Linked DNA regions of Danio rerio: region 2 is linked to region 1. A link is a contact called in public Hi-C data. All regions are on one chromosome and are shown on one strand. The core of a region is the stretch at or near the end of the contact, and the rest is flanking DNA. Distances in the headings are between cores, read along the strand shown.

What was found. Hi-C and Micro-C count contacts between places; a contact is called where the count stands out from the background.
Region 2: a Hi-C map of an unstated tissue shows a contact between it and region 1, with 4 times the contacts expected there. The contact joins the promoter of epha4l here to the enhancer-like site in region 1. A contact is called at or near these places in 4 of 18 Hi-C or Micro-C datasets (embryo and an unstated tissue) and 2 of 4 datasets of contacts at active chromatin or transcription factors (caudal fin and embryo).

What each region holds. Positions count from the first base shown.
Region 1 is chr15:44,559,851-44,562,949 of GRCz12tu, forward strand. No RefSeq gene overlaps it. Among named protein-coding and RNA genes, the nearest start is that of pxylp1, 43 kb to the left of the region's middle. Within about 2 kb of position 1,516, at least 3 of the 62 cell types and tissues checked have an H3K27ac peak or open chromatin away from gene starts, as enhancers often do.
Region 2 is chr15:44,742,098-44,745,196 of GRCz12tu, forward strand. It overlaps epha4l (eph receptor A4, like), which reads right to left and starts at 1,468. Exons shown (of 18, transcript XR_012391051.1): 1 at 1,305-1,468.

The DNA of each region.
Region 1 (3,099 bases), core at 266-2,765:
GCAGTAATCCAGTTTGGAGAGACCAAAAGCTTGAACAAGGAGTTGAGCTGCATGTTCAGATAAGAAGGGTCGGATCTTTCTGATGTTATAGAGTGCGAATCTGCACGATCGAGCAGTTCTAGAAATGTGGTCAGAGAAGTTTAGTTGGTCATCAATCGTTACTCCAAGGCTTTTCACCATTTTGGATGCAGTAATGGTTGCCCCATCCATCTGGATTGAAAAGTTATGGTGTAGAGTCGGGTTGGCAGAGAGTCGGGTTGGCAAGGCGAGAAGGGAGTTTGAGCTCAGGTAGATCTCGAGAACTCCCCTGCTGTAGTAGCTAATGAACAGATAGATAGTGACTGCTCTTGAGCGATAACTACTTACTAGGAGCAGGTCTATGGATTAGTCAATTAACTTTAGTTGCATGTTTTTTGATGGTGGGCGGAAACCGGGGAACCCAGGGGAAACCCACGTGAGCTTGGACAGATTGTGTAAACTCTGCACAGAAACGTTGGCTGGCTTGGTAAGGACTAGAACTAGTGATGTCTTGCTGTGAGGCAACAGTGATAACCCACAAACACTGAATGCATTCATGCATTTCTTCTCCGAATGTTTTCATTCACACACAACCTACATTTGTATTTTTTTTGACATAGCCTTAAGAGTATCTGACAGCTATTTTGAAATTATACTTGGCCACAAATTTCAATGGATTTCAGTGCGAAAGCTTTGTGTTTACACTCAGAAAATCTATAGACCATTTTTAAGGGATGTAAACAAAAACAAGGGTCCCAATGTGTTTCTACATTTTTAATTTCTATAGCTTCCACGAATCCAGAAGAGCCACATACTTATAATTAATGTTATGATAGTGGTATTAAGATTAAGTTATGATCGAATTGCTTCTTGGTACAGTTATGAAATAGTTCGATAACAAGCAGACGTTCATGGACCAACTGAAATAGTCTATAGAAGAAGTTTAAACTGACTATGCTAGAATATCCAAGGCATAAAAGCTCCACCCACTTTTGTAAAGGGGCGTGGAGCAGCAGCTCATTTGCATTTAAAGAGACATAAATTGCTTCAGCTTCTGCCATTTACAGCATGTTGAATTTGAAACGTCAAAGGCACAATCTTGGATACCCGAGACTTATGGTACATCTTAATAATAGGACCCCTTGAAAATCTAACAGCGAGAGAGATCAAATGAAAAGGAGAAACTGAAGTAGTCATTTTAGACGTCCATCTTAACATTAAAGACTATTGGAGCCTTCATCAGGTCTGCCTCTAGATTAATAAACAACTGACACACATTCAACTGTGTCTTCATAAAAGCCTTTCCCAGTGCCATTCATATGTGTGTGTGGTCACGTCTGTGATGCTTCACTCAATGCTCTGTCATAACATTTGCTTCAACTTGAGGTTTCCTCCCTCAAAAACAGATCCTACAACTCCAACACATCTCCACACACACACTCTTACAGGGTGCAGAAAGCTATGGAACATTAACACACGGCGAGTTTTTCCACACGTGTGTGTGTGTGTGTCAGAGTGAGTGATTGAGCGAGGAAAAGAATGACGAGTGAATGCCGGTGCTGAGTGACGGTGAAGTGTTTCAGAAATCCTGACCTCTACATGCCAGGCGCAGTTCATCAGCCGTTGTGTGTTTTTCTCTCTCAGCACTTTGACTTTCAGAGTGTGTGAGTAAACAAATACGTGTGCATTTGTGTTTTTGTAAACTTGTTGTTTTTCATGGCAAAAACACAGCTAAAGAGTTTCAGTTGCGATATTTGGCTCCTACTGGGCCATCTGGAAATAAATAATCATGTTAGTGAGTAGAGAGGTATCATTCATTCATTTATGTTCTTTTCAGCTTAGTCCCTTTATTAATCTGGGGTCGCCACAGTGGAATGAACCGCCAACTTATCTAGCATATGTTTTGTGCAGCAGATGCCCTTCCAGCTGCAACCCATCCCTGGGAAACATCCATATGCTCTTATTCTCACACACACACACACACACTATGGACAATTTAGCTTACCCAATTCACCTGTACCGCATGTCTTTGGACTGTGGGGGAAACCAGAGCACACTGATGATACCCACGCCAACACGGGGAGAACAAGCAAACTCCACACAGAAATGCCAACTGACCCAGCTGAGGCTCTAACCAGCAACCTTCTCAGGAGAGAGGTATGTTGATCATTATTAATTATAGTTATGATGTTCTTTTAGCATCCAGGTTGGAGGAAAGTCCTTACCTCAGGTGGAGTTCAAGTCTCTTGGGTGGTTGTTCACGAGTGAGGGAGGGATGAAATCTGAGATTGACAGGCTGATCGGTGCAGAGGCAGAAGTGATGTAGTCGATGTATCGGTCCATTAAGATGAAGAAGGAGCTGAGCCGAAAGGTCTGCTGATCTACGTTGCTACTCTCACCTATGGTCATGAGCTTTGGGTCATGACTGAAAGGACGAGATATCAGATACAAGACAACTGAAATGAGTTTCCTTTGCAGGGTGGCAGGGCGCACCCTAATGCTATGTTCACACCAGACGCGGAACGCGCGGATAAATCGCGCTATTCGCGCATAAATAGCCGCGTGAACATTTGAGGTTATTCGCTTCATTCGTGCGTCAAACCCCGCTTCATTCGTGCGTCAAATCTGCTTCATTCGCGTGTCAAATTCACTTCAGAACAGACGCGGATTCGCGTGATGGGCAGGGCTTCTGTCTGCCCGGTGACTGTAGCTTCATAGCTAAATGGCTAACATGGATTTTATGAAGAAAATAACAGTGTTTATGTGCTTTATGAAGACTGAAAAACAGCGTCGATACGTTTAGGGTCGTGTCTGAGTCCACTACATGCTTTCAGAGGTGCATCCAGCTCTGTGAGCTCATAAACATCAATCACGCCCCCACAAGAGCAAGCTTCTGATTGGTTAATGCGGCGCGAATGTCCGCTGAAGTTCAGATTTTCGAACTCGAGAGATTCACGCAAAACGCTAGTTAAGCGTCAAACGCGCAAAAAGCTCAACTCGCATATCACGCTATTAGAACCGAGCAATTCACGTGATTCGCTCAGCACCATTCGCGCATATCATGCCGCAGGATGTCTATTC
Region 2 (3,099 bases), core at 218-2,717, 180 kb after region 1:
ATTAATAAAATATCTATTGCTAATAATACAAACGTTATGTTGCAAATGTTACAAACTAATAAATACCTCAAATGTTATCAAAAATCACACTGTTTATATAAAAAAATGAGGTAAACGCTGTCTTCAAGTAGTCTAAACGACCAAGAAAAGCTCAAATTAATTTTAAACCACCATCAGTGTTTGTAATGAAGTTTAATATCATACATAGTTTGTTTATAATTTCAAATAAAAAAAACAATTAGCAATTTTATGAACGCAAAATAATTATGTCTAGAATCCAGATCATATTTACATAAAATAGACATCTGACATTATAAATACTAATCAAACACGAAAAAGAAGGGTGAATAAATAAATAACATATCAAAAACGTAATATGTAAATAAATCTTCAGTATATCTCTATGTTATTGAGATAAAGTTGGTTTTATATTTGCACATTCGTTCAGTGTGACATGCTCCCTATATTACTGAGGTAAAGTTGGTTTTATATTCACACATTCAGACTTTCTCCTTAATAATATAATTTCAGAAAATTATTGTTTGCTAATTCTAAATATTGAAATTACATTAACTGACATGTCTATCAGAGTGCAACATGTTTACAGTCAATTAAAAAGTGCTAATGTTGTTTTTTAGTCATACGTACATGTGATTTTAGACTAAATATTCAAAGTACCATGGTAAACAATATAGGGAGTGTGTCAATGTGTTCAATGTGTTAATATAAAACTAACTTTTCCCCTTTCCTTATATTGTTTAATAGGGATAAATTTGGTTTTTTATTTACTCCCTATATAATTATATATAGTATACTATATAGTATACTATATTGATTACCATGGTACTTTGAATATTGTCTGAAATCACATGTAAATAAACATTACTGCGATTACATGACTGTAAACAATGCTGTAATTTGATAGTCATAGGATGATAATATGATTTCACAATTTAAAATTTGCTAAGAATATTTTTGTGAAGTTTATTATTTGGAATAAAGTCCAAATGTGCGAATATAAAACTAACGTTACCTCAATCTCTATGTTAAGTATGAAGAGTAATTAGCTATACGTTGTTAATTGGTAATTGTCCTACTGAGTAACCTACACATCAGGTGCAACAAACCGATTACTACAAAACACACTTTATCAAAAACCTTACTACAAAAATGACTTACAATTATAAATATATGCGTTTTGTTAACATATTGTGTTTGTTATGGTTATAGACACATTGATGGACGCGCGCGCCCGAGTTTAACTTAACTCCTAAACTTTTCCAATTTATTCAAAGCACTCTTACCTTCATTCGCCGGAGGACTCCTCGGAGCGGACAGACCTGCACAAATCCCCAGGAAAAGCGAGGTGAGAGCGTAAATAATCCCGGCCATGAGCGCCATTCGTGCTGTAAAATAACTGTGTCTCCGTTATTCCTGTTTATTCCTCGTGCTGTCCCGCGCGACTGATGATCATCTCTTGACGAGACGCGCACTCAACGGCGGCGAGCTCTGCTGGAGGGGGCGTGGCGTTCTGGAGTGACGTCACTAACAATCAAGCTAGAAGCGGTCGATAAATTGATTCAAATTATTACTAGTCATGTTTTTGTTGTGTTTGCAGGTGTTCAATTAGATTAGAAATGCGTATAGCTGAATACAGTTGCAAATATTACTAATAAATATATTACTTGTTTAATATTTATGCGTATTGTTATCAAATTCCAAACAAATTATTCAATATTATTGTGACATATAATATAATTTGTATTGTATCCATTCATCCTATTATATTAGGATAAATAAATCCATTTATGTATTCAGGCGACAAATAACAACAATATAACAACAAATAACGACAATATATTCCCAGCTGCTTTGTGTTTTTAATCTTACAATGGCCTTAAAACATAAAACAGCAACTATTATATTAAAAAATAAATAAAATGAAATATTTTTTTCTTTTAAATTCAATGATCTTAAATATTATTTTATTAAATTGCTTATGGTGATTAGAATGCACCATTACCAATAGCAAAATATGTTCATCTCTCAGGGTAAAAGCAGTCATGGTGCGGATAACTGCACTTTGGATAAAACAAACACAAAAATGACAATATATACATATTCCAAGCCGCTTTTTTTTTCATTCTTGCAAAATATAAGGGAAATCAAACAGTCTAAAAACTGAAACTAACACTACTTAAAAAAAAAAAAGAAATTCTATTTTCTTTTAAAACTGAATTAGAAATAGCAGAAATAGCATATTCAGTAAATATTCTATCTACAATCAATATATTCTCAATACAATCAATATATATTATCTATATATAATCAATAATCTAGATGTATATACAATAATTACAACGGTTAAAATACAGATGATATATATATATATATATATATATATATATATATATATATATATATATATATATATATATATATATATACACAACAATATTTAACACTGTTAAAATAGAAATGTGATACATCTAATATGTATGAATATATTTGAATGAATATATCTTTGTTTTGACTGTTTTCAATATTGCTTAAATATGTAATAAAAAAGTGATTGAATTTTATAAAAATACAAAGAAAACATATGACTTTCTTATAAAGGAATTGTAATGCACTCTAAAGATCTATTATAATGTGAATTATAATAATTAATGCTTTTTGGCCTGTGTATAAGCTATCTATTATAATTTGATAATTAATTAGAAATATAATAAATATATTAATAAAAGTAATATGTGATCATTCTAAGTAATGTTTTAAAATATATTAACACTAATAGAAGAAGTAGATCCTGAGACTAATGAATTATTATGAACACTCTTTTGCCGCCCTCTTGTGCTCACTTCTCGATACGACAGGCAAATAAACGGCATAAATGCGCCCACAAGCCGACAAATTCCCCATGAAGTGTTCTCTTGGTCTTACGGTTCTGTCACCCAAACTTTTACGATTGAAGATAAGACACAATTAAACCTCAATGAGTCGATATTAGGCTGTTTGTGACGTCAAAGACACTAGAGGGGCTCAATACAGTCACCTGCGGCACTCCAAACTCATTCCTCATCTCACCGTGGAGTAAAT